Regions from separate parts of the Mus musculus genome. Here all the other regions are linked to region 3. Evidence: chromatin contacts called from public HiChIP or PLAC-seq and promoter capture Hi-C data. All regions are on one chromosome and are shown on one strand. Each heading gives the region's core, a stretch centred on a gene start, on an enhancer-like site or on the middle of the called end of the contact. The rest is flanking DNA. Distances are from core to core; before and after follow the strand shown.

The links. Promoter capture Hi-C pulls out the DNA fragments that hold promoters and counts their contacts. HiChIP or PLAC-seq counts read pairs in DNA pulled down with a chosen protein or histone mark.
Region 1: a contact with region 3 is called in a promoter capture Hi-C map of embryonic stem cells, with 2.7 times the contacts expected there. The contact joins the enhancer-like site here to the promoter of Mtss1 in region 3. A contact is called at or near these places in 5 of 39 promoter capture datasets (the C10 cell line, the HPC-7 cell line, cranial neural crest and 2 more), 2 of 484 Hi-C or Micro-C datasets (CD4 T cells and bone marrow-derived macrophages), 14 of 115 datasets of contacts at active chromatin or transcription factors (bone marrow-derived macrophages, embryonic basal ganglia, embryonic forebrain and 7 more) and 1 of 9 other capture datasets (adipose tissue).
Region 2: an H3K4me3 HiChIP or PLAC-seq map of embryonic stem cells shows a contact between it and region 3, with 18 read pairs. The contact joins the promoter of Rnf139 here to the promoter of Mtss1 in region 3. A contact is called at or near these places in 5 of 39 promoter capture datasets (the C10 cell line, the HPC-7 cell line, cranial neural crest and 2 more), 7 of 484 Hi-C or Micro-C datasets (CD4 T cells, CD8 T cells, cerebellum and 2 more), 6 of 115 datasets of contacts at active chromatin or transcription factors (the SCID.adh cell line, bone marrow-derived macrophages, effector CD8 T cells and 3 more) and 2 of 9 other capture datasets (adipose tissue and liver).

Annotation. Positions count from the first base shown.
Region 1 is chr15:59,332,269-59,336,214 of GRCm38.p6, forward strand. Washc5 (WASH complex subunit 5) reads right to left here. Exons shown (of 29, transcript NM_153548.3): 27 at 2,820-2,973; 28 at 1,350-1,437; 29 at 1-91. The coding sequence ends at 35. Among named protein-coding and RNA genes, the nearest start is that of Sqle, 19 kb to the left of the region's middle. Within about 2 kb of position 1,668, at least 27 of the 459 cell types and tissues checked have an H3K27ac peak or open chromatin away from gene starts, as enhancers often do.
Region 2 is chr15:58,886,578-58,890,656 of GRCm38.p6, forward strand. Rnf139 (ring finger protein 139) reads left to right here and starts at 2,652. Exons shown (of 2, transcript NM_175226.4): 1 at 2,652-2,917. The coding sequence starts at 2,737. It overlaps Gm36509 (a long non-coding RNA gene), which reads left to right. Exons shown (of 2, transcript XR_384121.2): 2 at 1-18. It also overlaps a transcript of Tatdn1 not described here.
Region 3 is chr15:59,079,702-59,083,351 of GRCm38.p6, forward strand. Mtss1 (MTSS I-BAR domain containing 1) reads right to left here and starts at 2,325. Exons shown (of 15, transcript NM_144800.2): 1 at 1,755-2,325. The coding sequence starts at 1,826.

The DNA.
Region 1 (3,946 bases), core at 418-2,917, 250 kb after region 3:
TAGAACATCCTGTCACTGGAGCAGGAGAAAGAAGTCACAGGACTGTTCGGAATTCATCAAAAATGAAGTTAGGCACATGGGCTTCAGCCACCTGGAATAGTAAGCAGAAGTGAAACCACATCATTGGCGCTCAGGAAATTCAGTTTTACAGAGGGAATTCAAGAGGTGAAAATGTCTGTTGGAGGAAGGTGAAGCACTGGAAGGAGCTGAGGCGCATAGGGAAACGAGACAACCCTTTCATTGCTGGTAGCTGGTTTTAATGTTTCCTTACTGTGCACATGACAACACCTGAGGGGGGAGGCCCACTGCCTCTACAAGCAGGCTTTGCTCCCAATGGCACTAGGATCTGGGAGTATGCCAACGAGAGACAAAGGAGAAACCCAGAGGCCAGAGGAAAACAGGAAGGTCTGGAAAGGCCTGCATTCCTTAACTGCTTTGAGGAGGAGGAAAAGGAGGAGGAGGAGGAGGGTGGCATGGAGGTGAGGTGGGGGAATGGAACAGGTGATCTCTGTGAGCTAGAGAAACATTTGCAAAACACTGTGTGTGTGTGTGAGAGAGAGAGAGGAGAGAGAGAGAGGGAAGAGACAGAATGTGCATAAATATTGTATTAAAGACATTTAAAGAGAGACTTAATCATGAGATAGGAGACCAGAAACAAGACAAGAAGACTGGATTCAGCTCATCATGGGAAAGGCTGATGGACCTTGCAATCTCATGATACTTTTGCAAAATCTAGGTATACCCTTGTACATGGATTAGGAAACATCGGCATGCTTTTGTATTGTGTATGTTAATCTCTAGCAAGTAAATTCCTACCAGTGCATTTCTGGGACTCTGGGGTGATTACACCATTGAAGCTTTAAAGCACAAAGCTAAATTCCCCTTAAAGACAGAGGTTGCTATTTTCCCATTCACATCATGGAGAATAAACTCTTCCAAACCCAGAGCCCAGAGCCCAGAGCCCCATGTCTCTCACTTGGGAGTCTAGCTTGGTTTGCACCTGGATATAAGTAGGGCCGAGCCTTCCCCAAATGCTTATCCTGCTTGTACTTTACTAAAACTGCCTGTTAATATCTACCCATCTCCCTTCTGAACACAACAGTATCAAGGAAATGTCCACTTTTTTTGGTTTATAGTTAATAGTTCCTGTTTCACCTCTCTCTTGTTTTTTGTGTTTTTCGAGAAAGGGTTTCTCTGTGTAGCCCTGGCTGTCCTGGAACTCACTCACAGGAAGACCTGTGCAGCGGACGTCAGGGCGCAGCCGTGGAGGGCTGAGGCAGCCTACAGGACTTCTTTTCTAACAGCTTTGGGTATGTCATCACTGTCATCGTTTCCTGTCGAGGGCTTACCCTTCGGGGGAGTTTTGTATACCGAACATAATCCTCCAGGAAGAGAAGGGCGCCCACAGCATCTGCAGGCATTTCAGGCATCTTCTGGCTGTAAAAGAAGTCTGGGTCAGCTAGCTGCTTTGTTATGTTAACACATCCTTCCTTGAGCAGTACACCAAGTCTAACAAACCCACAGGGCACCCTCTTGATTCCTATGAAGTAATTAACCTGCTCTTATTTAGGAACCAATCCTACAGGAAACAAGCTAACAAGGAGCTGGTAGGTAGGTCAGGGGTAAAGGCACCTGCCTCTAAGGGTGATGGCCTTGGCTCCATGCCCAGAACCTGTGAAGGAAGGAGAACTGGCTCCCTAAAGCCTGTCTTCTGACCTCCACATGCTTGCAGTGAGTGGAACATGTACATAATGTGTACACACACAGGCTAATAGGTGTAATTAGAGAAAAGCAAAGCCAATCGTAACCTCGCCTCTGGCTTATAACTTGGTCTTGCTGTCTGTCTAGAGTCTGGACAGACAGGTCTACACTCTAGAGTCATCTATCTCCCTTTGATGTCCTTCAGACTCCATGAGACAATCAATGCCTGTCAACGCCCACACATCCCCATCCTCTCGGCCTTCAGCTACATTTGTTTGCACACCCATTTGAAGTAAATGAGTAGCTGGGACTGGTGTAGCAGACCTGCAATCCCATCTACTCTGAAGGCAGATGCAGGAAAATTTCAAATACAATGTCCACCTGGGCTACAGACTAAATTCAGGGCCGGGCTGGGAAACAGTGAGACAATGTCTTGAGAAGCCAAAGGAGGGCTCAGCTTCAGAGCTCTTAGCTGATGCATACAAGGTCATAGCATAGCAGAATGATCTGCTATGTGGGCAAAAATAACCAAATGGCAATCCGCTAACTTCATGTTCAGCTAGGCTGACCCTTTCAGGCAGCACGGAGTGGAGCTGACACAGTGTCCTAGGGCCATGACTTTTGTTTGTTTTGTTCTATCCTAGAAACCCCACAAGTGAACAGAAGGGAGCATAGATAGCGCTTGCAGAAACTGAAGGTTTACGTTTTGTTCTCTAACAGCACCTTGCGATTCCTGTTTTGTTATACACCATTAACAAAGACTTGCCTGGCCATGAAACTGAGGTATCACTTCCTTCCATGTCTTAGAGGCAGAGGAGCAGGAATGAAGAGAGATGGAACCAGCATGGCAGAGGCACAGGTCTGCTTGCCTTCTCACCATGTCTCCTATCTCCACCAAGACCCAGGCTTACACAGCCCCGGCCAGAAGAACGACAGGGCATTTCCTGGCGGGGAGCACAGGAGGAGCACCTGGTGCTCGCTCCTTGTCCTGACTTGTTTGGAGACCTCAAGCATCATCGCCAGTCCTGTCAGGACAGTGATGAGAGGCATTTGTCCTGACAGGTCGCAGTCCCTCTTTGTGGCATTAAGTTCCACTATTTCTGACTGGCCCTCTGTACCTTGTGCACTGCTCCATTGTGGAGCGAATAAACTGGCCAATCAGTGCCAGGAATTGCTCGGTGTACCGGGAGTGGAACTGCTTCAGCAGCGTGAGCAGACCTAGGACGAGCGGTGGCCAGTCAACAGGGTCGGCAGGCTTCCGGCAGACCATGCCTGTGAGGGAACAAGTTACAATACCCAGTGAATTACTTGCTTTTGACAGTGTCCACTAAATATCAGCCCTCATCAATATCATCACTGCTGGCAGGAGACTATTTTAAGGAAACAGTAGTTCTGGGCTACCTCTAAATCTAGCTGTGGGGTTGGTAGGACATTCTAACAGTCTAAAGACTTAGTTTTTATCATTACTGTTGATTTTGTTTTGCACTATTCATACCTCTATGGTAGAGATTTAAGATGTACATTAATGTGAATAAGAAAACAGAAATCACCTCCAATTGACATCAGTTAATGGCAGCATGGTATTCTAGATACCCAGAAGCATCTTACTCAGTAAACTCAGCTAAAATCTGGGTGAAATGCTTTAAACTTGTGTGTAACAACAGTTCTGAGTGTTGGTGAGGACAGAATCTGCTGAGGTCAACTGAGTGGAAGAAGGGTGGCACAGATGTGCCCCAACACCACGCTTTGGTTGCCCACTTGGAACTTGTGTAAAATCTTGCCTGCGTGGCTATGCTGAGGAGGGGGTGGAGTTTAGGGTGGGGAAAGGGAAGAGGATGAACCTGCCCCCACTTTACACTGGAGGCGAGAAATAACGTGGATGGTTCATAAACCTTAAAGTAAAAGTTGAAACTACAGCGTTTCTAAAAATGACCTGGGAAACCAAAGTCTTCGAGAAAACATTTAATAGTCAAAGGGTCTGAGTGAGGCTCATTTCTAATCCGAAGACTCAGTGTCCCACCTCTAGTCGGTCCCACCAATATGAACAGGTGGACAGAGTGCCTGTGAGCACTTGGTGGGAAGAGGCCAAGGTAGAATTCAGTCAACACTGTGCCTCCCTTCCCCAGCGAGTACTGCTAAAGGGCCATGCCTGGCAACAGGGGGCACTAACAGGAACTGTCAGAGGAACAAGGCCTAGAACTAGTGACTGTTTCTGAATGAGAGGAATAAAAAACAAAACAATAAC
Region 2 (4,079 bases), core at 1,402-3,901, 190 kb before region 3:
AACACTTGCATTTCCATAGGCATCTGCATATCTGAATTTTATTTTACATAAAAGAGAAAAACCAAAACAAAAAACAAACACCCCCCCCAAAAAAAAAACAATTTAGAGACTATCATTTTAAAACAAACCCTAAGGACCTAGAAGTTATAGTCCATATTGTAACCCTCAGTTCCCATTCTTCTTCTGAAATTGGCATCATCCATTGGTAGGAAATACAGAAGACCTTGGAAGGGGTGGGGAAGGAGGGAGGCTCAAGTACTTGTCCCTGATTGCTCCCTCCACCTAAGGAAGCCAGGGTACACTAGTAAATTTCCTTCTGACAGCCTAGTCTATTTTTTTCCTTTGCCTGACAAGGCTTGACTGATGGATATCCAGAGAGAAGCTAACATAAGTTTTATACACCCTACTTTTAAAGTACCAGAACTTGGGAGGCAAACACAGGTGGGTGTATAGAAAGCATTTGAGGCCAGCCTGATCTATGTAGCTAGTTCCAAGCTGACTTGAGACCCAGATTTTAAGAAAAAAAAAAAAAAAAAAGCTACTAAGAAGCATTTGAATAATTAATGACAGACAAAAGGCTTTTGACTCATTAATGAGTGTTATCTTTGAACACAGGTATTCTGTGTATATTGCTTGTGTGTCAGTGTGAATATTGTCATAACAGACAAGATAGATGCGTATTAGTTTGTACTTTCAGATCATATTTTATTCTCTATTTTTGAATGGTAATAATACAATTCTCCCCCTCTCTCCTATCACATTTTTACTTTAGTGTTTCTGGACCCTCTTCTCTGTAAGAGCTTCACTCTTTTGACTTTAATTACACTGGGGGCATAATAAGAGAGGGATGAGTAGCTAATTTAATCCCTGAGGTTCCCTATGTAAGATTGTGTCATTCTTTCACTAAGGTTGCCTTCCTCTGGGGACGTTGTCATAGCCACAAGGTTAGTCTCTAGCCATGCAGTTTAGGAAAGTTACCCAGAGTTTCTAGAGTAGATCTGAAAAGGTAACCATCTGGTGGTCTTTTAAAAAATAAAATAAACCAGAGAAAGGTCTTGAGTTAGGATGGTGACAGCGGCTATAGGAAGGATAGGACTCAGTTACAGAATTTGGCTGTGGGTGAAAGAAGCAAAACAAACCGAAGTTTTAAGCTTTAAGATACCATTAGGTTCAAACTCTGGTTTTGATTCTTGTTGGTCTGGGGCATACACAGTCCCACCTGTTAGCACCTTTGTGATCTTGCAATTCGTTTTATCTAAACCAGTCTCAACCTTGATAAAACAGGTAGAGCAAATGCCTATCGTAATAGCTGATATAGAGGCTTTGGTAAAAGAAAACCGGGGCCTACAGTGCCTCGTATACAGATGGAAGAGGGGAAAGTGAGCAAACAAAGCCCAAACCACAAAACTGGGTGGAGGTGCCATCTTCCTGCTCCAAACACCTTCCCCCAAAAGGGTTCTGTTAAAGTCTGATAATTTTATTTACAGACCTCCTCCCTGTGCGGGTGTGGGGTGGAGTGGGAAGGGAGGTCCAACTTCTAGAGTCCTGCTGTAAACTGGCTTGTGCGCTTTGAGCTAGGAGCCCAAGTCAACCAGGCTTCCTGGTTTGCGATTTTGTGTTCCTTAAACCAAAACAGCTAAGTCTACAGTTCAGCCTCTGACCTTACTCTCTTCCTTTGCTGGAGAAGGAACAGAGAAACAACAGCCAGGTCATACCAATTCCACTGATAGGCAAGAAAGAGCGGCGAAAGAATGCGCTCAACTCTGATTAAGGATTTATCCAGGACAAGGATAAATCAAAGACCTCAGAGAGTTCTGGGTTCTTGCTCGTAAGTCAGGCTCCGAAGCCATTAATAAAATGTGCATGACCGTCCACGGGGACAGGGAGGGAGATGTGTAAACAGATGCGAGTGTGTTTTTCTTGGCAACACCTAACAACTCAAGGCCAGTGCCAAGTCTGGCTGGGATCGCCCTGTGCAGCCTCGCAGGTTATTTCCCCTGCCATTCCTCAGGCCTGGCCTCTGGGTGGGGAGAGGCAGGTAGGCAGGGCGGCGTCCTCCAGCTTTTCATCTCCCAAGCAGGACGAGGCGAGTTCAAGGGACACTCACTGGGCTCTACTAGACATTTAACACTGTCGGTGCGCAGTAGCCCAGCATCCCACGCTCGGGGCACGCCAACACCGAGGGGCAGCCACTCACAGGCGCTCGGGCGCTGGGACGCGGCGGGCCGGCGACGCGAGCGCCACCCCGCGGCGAGGCGAGGCGAGGCTAGGCGAGCCGAAGCGGGCGGGGACCATGGCAACGCTCGAGGCTCGCCGGGCCCCGCGTGCTGACGCTGCGCGGCGCGCCGGATTGTGACGCAGGGCCGCGGCGCCGGCTCCGCGTTCTCGAGTGACCGCGGGCGCCGCCTCGGGGGCCTCGCAACGGCAGCAACGGCCGAGGCAGGCGGGGTCAAGATGGTGGCTCCGCTGGCGGGGGAGGCGCTGGAGGGAGGAGGAGCCAGACCCTAGCCGGCCGGAAACACCGACGCCCCGAGGCCTCCCGGCAGCCGCTGCCGCCGCCCCCTGCTCCACCGAGGGACGCGAGCGGGCGGCGGGGCGGGCCGGGCCGGGACACAGGACAGGAGGCGGCCGGGGGCGGAGCCACTTTCGTCGGCGCCCGCCCCGGCCGCGGCCCCGGGCCTCCCCCGCGCCGCCCTGCCTGGCCCGGCCCGCCCAGCCCCGGTGTGGCAGCGGCTCATGGCGGCGGTGGGGCCCCCGCAGCAGCAGGTGCGGATGGCCCAGCAGCAGGTCTGGGCGGCGCTCGAAGTGGCGCTCCGGGTGCCCTGCCTCTACATCATCGACGCCATCTTCAACTCCTACTACGATTCCAGCCAAAGCCGGTTCTGCATCGGGCTTCAGATCTTTCTCCGGCTCCTTGGTAAGGACGGCGTAGGGCTAGCCCGCTGGCCGAGGCGTGCCCTCTCCCAGGCCGACGGGAACGGCAGGGCACTGGTGGCACGCGGCTTGGGGAACCACGGTCTGGTTCCCCAGAGGGCCTTTTGGCGGGGGTGCGGGGACCCGTGGTACTCGTGCCAGCGTTGACAGCTGAGTGGTGCTGGCGGGTCTGTGCCCTGCTCGGTTGGCACCTGGATGGGCGAGGAGAAAGCACGGCTGTGTGAGCATGCGGCTGTCTGTCTGCTGTTTCTCTTGGGGAATGACTGCTGGCTTCCAGCGTCCTATGCGACAGCCCTGGAAAAACAGCTCTCCGGGTCTCGCCGTGTGTGACCTTGGACTTGAGCCAGAGCTTGAGCCCCCTGTCTACCCATTTCACAGTGCAGAATACGTTGTCACTTCTGTGTCTTGGAGTCCACCGGATCGTGAAGTACTTGAGGTAAATGGCCACTCAAGCCATGAATGTCAGTCCTTGAAACCATTTCCAAAAGTCACCGCGAGGAAGGTTATACTTACAACGAACCCCTAAACTCTTTCTATGAGTAAATAATAAGGTGTTGGATGTGACTATGAAAGCTTACCATCCCAGGGTGATGAGACATCTGTGGGAGACTAGAAAGATCAGTCTTCATTTCATATGGATTGAGTGCTAAAAGTATTTTATATTTCACTTTCTATTTCTCTCTGTGCTACATACCAGAAGTGAGAAACACATAAAGAGATCTTTTCCAGATAATTACAGCTTGGCAGGTTTTGTTGATGAGATCATTACGATGAGTTTTTAGGTGGGTTCTTGCTATTGAAAGGTTGGGGGTGCGGGTACCTGGTAGTGAGGTCCTGACCAAGACCTTGAGAAGTGCGAGCGCCTCTGCTGCCTTATTCTCCCAGAAAAGGAGCGTCAATAAAGAAGCAGTTTTGTTCTTGGCAGTAACTCTTCTACATTTGTCTGCTAGAAAGCATTCTCACAGGTTTTACCTAATCCGTCGGTCACTCCTCAAAGGTGGATCGTGTTATTTAGACTTTACAGGTGAGGAAATGAGGTTGGAGAAGTTAGGTGTTTGGTTTCTGGTGCACAGCTGGTGTTTGCCAGAGCGTTAGAAAGGCTTCTGGTGTTCAGGGATGGTTCCCTTTTGTTCTTCCTCAGTGTG
Region 3 (3,650 bases), core at 1,075-3,574:
CAACAGTCATAGTCGTAGTCGTCATCATCATCAAAGGTAGAGAAAACTCCAGGTGTGATTACTCTGGGGCTGAAGTCAGGGATCGGTTTAGATCCCTGGATTCCTCATTTCTATTCAGGGACTGGAAACATCATTACCTCCTCAAAAAAAAAAAAAAAAAACTCCTCTGCACATCACAACATACAGTGTGTGTGCCTCAAACCAAATCTTGTTTTGACTCTAGTAAAGTGGGTGAAATTTAAGTTAACAATAAACACCAGAGTCCAAGCAGGGGCATCAATCTTTGTTCAAAAGAACACTTCGATAATTCAATGTGGATTGAGGGCAAAGGAATGAAAGGGGCTGTCTTTGAAGAGACTAATCCATCTAATTCCAAACCACTGGATTAGAGGCATTCCTGGGCGAGCAGGCTCTGGCTACAGATTAGGCTACAAGGATTTCTGACAAAAGGCACGAGCTTGGTAGGCTTGCAAAATGGACCTGAGGGGGACCAACCAGGCACCTTGGCAAAGTTCACACTAGATGAGGTGACAGTTGGTTCTAAAAGGAGGAGGCAGGCATGACAGCTGAACATTCCTCCCCAAAGTCCATGGCGAAGGCCCACGGCCTCTCCAAACCTTACACTTCATCAGACAAAAGCTTCCCCAGGCGCCAGGCAGCGGCTGAAGAGGGGCTGTCCACACCCACTCGCCAACACAGCTTTCCAAACCTGCCCACTCTTTTGGAAGCCGAGCGCTTAATTAAACACCACCTCCCCGGATCTGTTGAGGCAGACTGGGGCTGGCCTCGAGCCAAAGAGAAGCTCCCTAAATACACTGGAAAAAAATGCCCCCCACTACCGCCCCCAATTCCCACTTCCAGGCAGCTCCTGGAACTGCTTCTATCTTATTAGGGTGGGTAACCTAAGTCACGGTGTACCTCTGAGCACCAGAAAACCCACAATCGAGGATCAGGTTATCTCCAGTCCCACCCTTTGCAGGAAAAGGCTAGGGTTGTTCCCCGCCCCCAACACACTCGCGCGCACTCACACGCACACACAATCCTTCCCAGAGAAGAGTGGGGTGTGGATGTGTGTTTGAGAGAGCTGGGTATAGTAGTTTTGGAAACCTCAACCTTGCCTTCCTGTTGTGAGCCTCTCAGGCTCGGGGTCCCTGGGAACTTCTGCGCCAAGCCCCGGGGGAGGGTATGGGGAATGCAAGGAACACCATCAGCAGCTCTGGAACAGACTAATTAATAACTAATTTGCTCAGATTCCCCTACTCCAGGTAGACCTGAAAGCCAAGCTTGTAACAACCCTGCCACCCAATCTCCCAGGCCGGAAGACTCTTTCCTGCAGCCAAGCAGGGGCCCCCACTACCGCTCCACCACCGCGCCAAGCACTCCACCCCAAACCCAGGGAGTCAGGTGTCCTCCAGGGCGTCCATCCTCCACGGGTCGCAGACACTCAGTCCAGGGACAGACAATGGAAAACTTGGAACTAGGGCCCTAAACCCCCAAAGGAACAAGATGGTGTCGCCCCCTGGGATTATGAATGCAGGGGTTGGTAAGTGGCATCAGACTCTCCCCCACTAGCCCCCGGGAAGTCGCCTGCCCAGTGACCCAGCACAGCCGGAGCAGTGCGGCGGGTAAGAAGGTGACACCCGGGTCGCCAGAGCTCCCGCAGGTGGCCGGCAGCGCCGGCGAGGGCCAGGCCGGCCGCGGTGGAGGGGAAGCCCCGCGGCGAGGTCAGAGCAGCCGCGCCCCCAGCGTCCTACCTTCATGTCGCTGATGATGGTCTGGAAGAGGCCTCCAAGCGCGCTGCATTCCTTCTCGATCACAGCCTCCATTTTCCCGGCGCGGCGGGGACAGGACACGCTCTCGGGGCGGCTGCACTGCGCACGGGGCCGGGCTCGCTCAGCCCGGGAGCGGTTTCACCCTGGGAGCGACCTACCTCCGGCTCGCCGCCGGTTTTGCAGAGAGCACGCGGTGCTCGCAATTTACTGCACTCTGCCCCCCCAAGTCCCAATCCAAGACGCCCAGCCGCTCCGGAGGGCGAGTCACCTATGTGCAGTGCTCGGCTCCTGGTCTCAAAAATGCCCGGAGAAGACTGACAATCAAGCCACCAAGAGTGCCCACGACGGAAAAGGCGAAGCCCATCTTGGTGCAGAGAAAACCGCCCGCTGACCCGGGGCCAGCGCCATTTACGAAAAAAAAAAAAATGTCTTCCAAATATAATTTTTTTCTGAAACTCCAAAATAAAGAAAGAGAGAACGAAAAAGGGCAGCAGCAGACGAGGTCAGCTCGCGTCGCCCGGATCTGTTGCTCGCAGACGCGGCCGCCGCCTCCTTTTTACTCCTGTGCGCCCGGCCCCGCGCTCGCTCTGGCGGTGCTCCCGGGGATGTTGCGAGGAGCGCACGCGCGCTCGCGACCGTCTGGCGCGGGAGCGCGGGGGAGGCGCGCGCCCGCGGCTCGTGCGTGAGCCGCCCGAGGGCGGGGCTGGGAGCGCGCGCTGGCTGAGAGGCGTGCAGAGCGCCTGCTGCAAGGAGGAGCTGGCGGGAGGGTAGGCGAGCCCGGTGTGCGTCTCCCGGACGTTCAGAGCGCCTCGTGCGGCGAGGGTCTCTGAGTGGAGAGGGCGAGTGAGCGCCCAGCCGCCCACAATGGCAGCTAGCGTGCAGGGAAGCCGCGCTGCACCTCCGGCCCCGCCCCTCGAGGGACCTGCAAGGTCGGCACGTTGAGCGCTGCGCCCCGCACCTGGTGAGCGACCAGTGAGGCGGGAAAGCTGTTACTGCTGTCGCTGCTGCAGCCTCTGGAGAAGAGGCCTCTTCGATGATGTCAGGACTGCAACGCCCGAGTCACGGCTGCAGGGAGCCAGCTACAAGATTAGGGAGAGTCTGGGAAGAGTATCCTGCGGTGGGATGCTGAGTTCCAGAAAGTTGCAGGGCGCTAGATTGATCTGCTGAGGCTGAGCGAACGCAAAGGGCATCAGGGTTCCTAATCACTTGCCCATCTGTCTGTACAGATCGTTGGCTGCATATGGCTGGAATGCTGATGGTTTTCCAGCCAGGGTTGCCATAGCCACAGAAAACCCCCTTGAGAAGTTTTTAAAAAGGGCACCAAAGACTGAGGTGGGCTTGATAAATGTGTCCCTAGCATCTCTGCCTAACTCCGTAGCCAGGAGCACTTATTCTGACGTCTTCCGGTGTCTGGTAGGGGATCAAATGGGCAACTTGTAAACGATCTTAAAGCACCTAATTGAACCGTTTGCAAGAGTCAACGGAACCCGTGTCGAGCTTGACCAAAAGGATCCTGTCAAATGCTGTAGTCCCAATTAACTCAGTTTAGTAAGTCATTCTTTCAACACTGATCAAAAGAATGTAGGGAACTCTGCACAGAACACTGATGTTTGTATTTTCCTTCAGGTCACTCTCCCTGACATCTGGAGAGGCCAAACCTTCTGTAAGTCACTTCTGTGCAGCAACCCTGCTGCTTCCGGCCCTTAAGGAGATTCAGTTGCAAATACCTCACCTGCACCTTGCCCATATTAGTACTTGACACGTGCTGTGTTCTCCGGAATTGTTTTTTTTTATGTTAATGTCGCTGTTATTATAATGATCCAAGTCACGGGACTGGCTGGTACAAGCTCCATTTTACAACCCATGAACCCTGTGGCC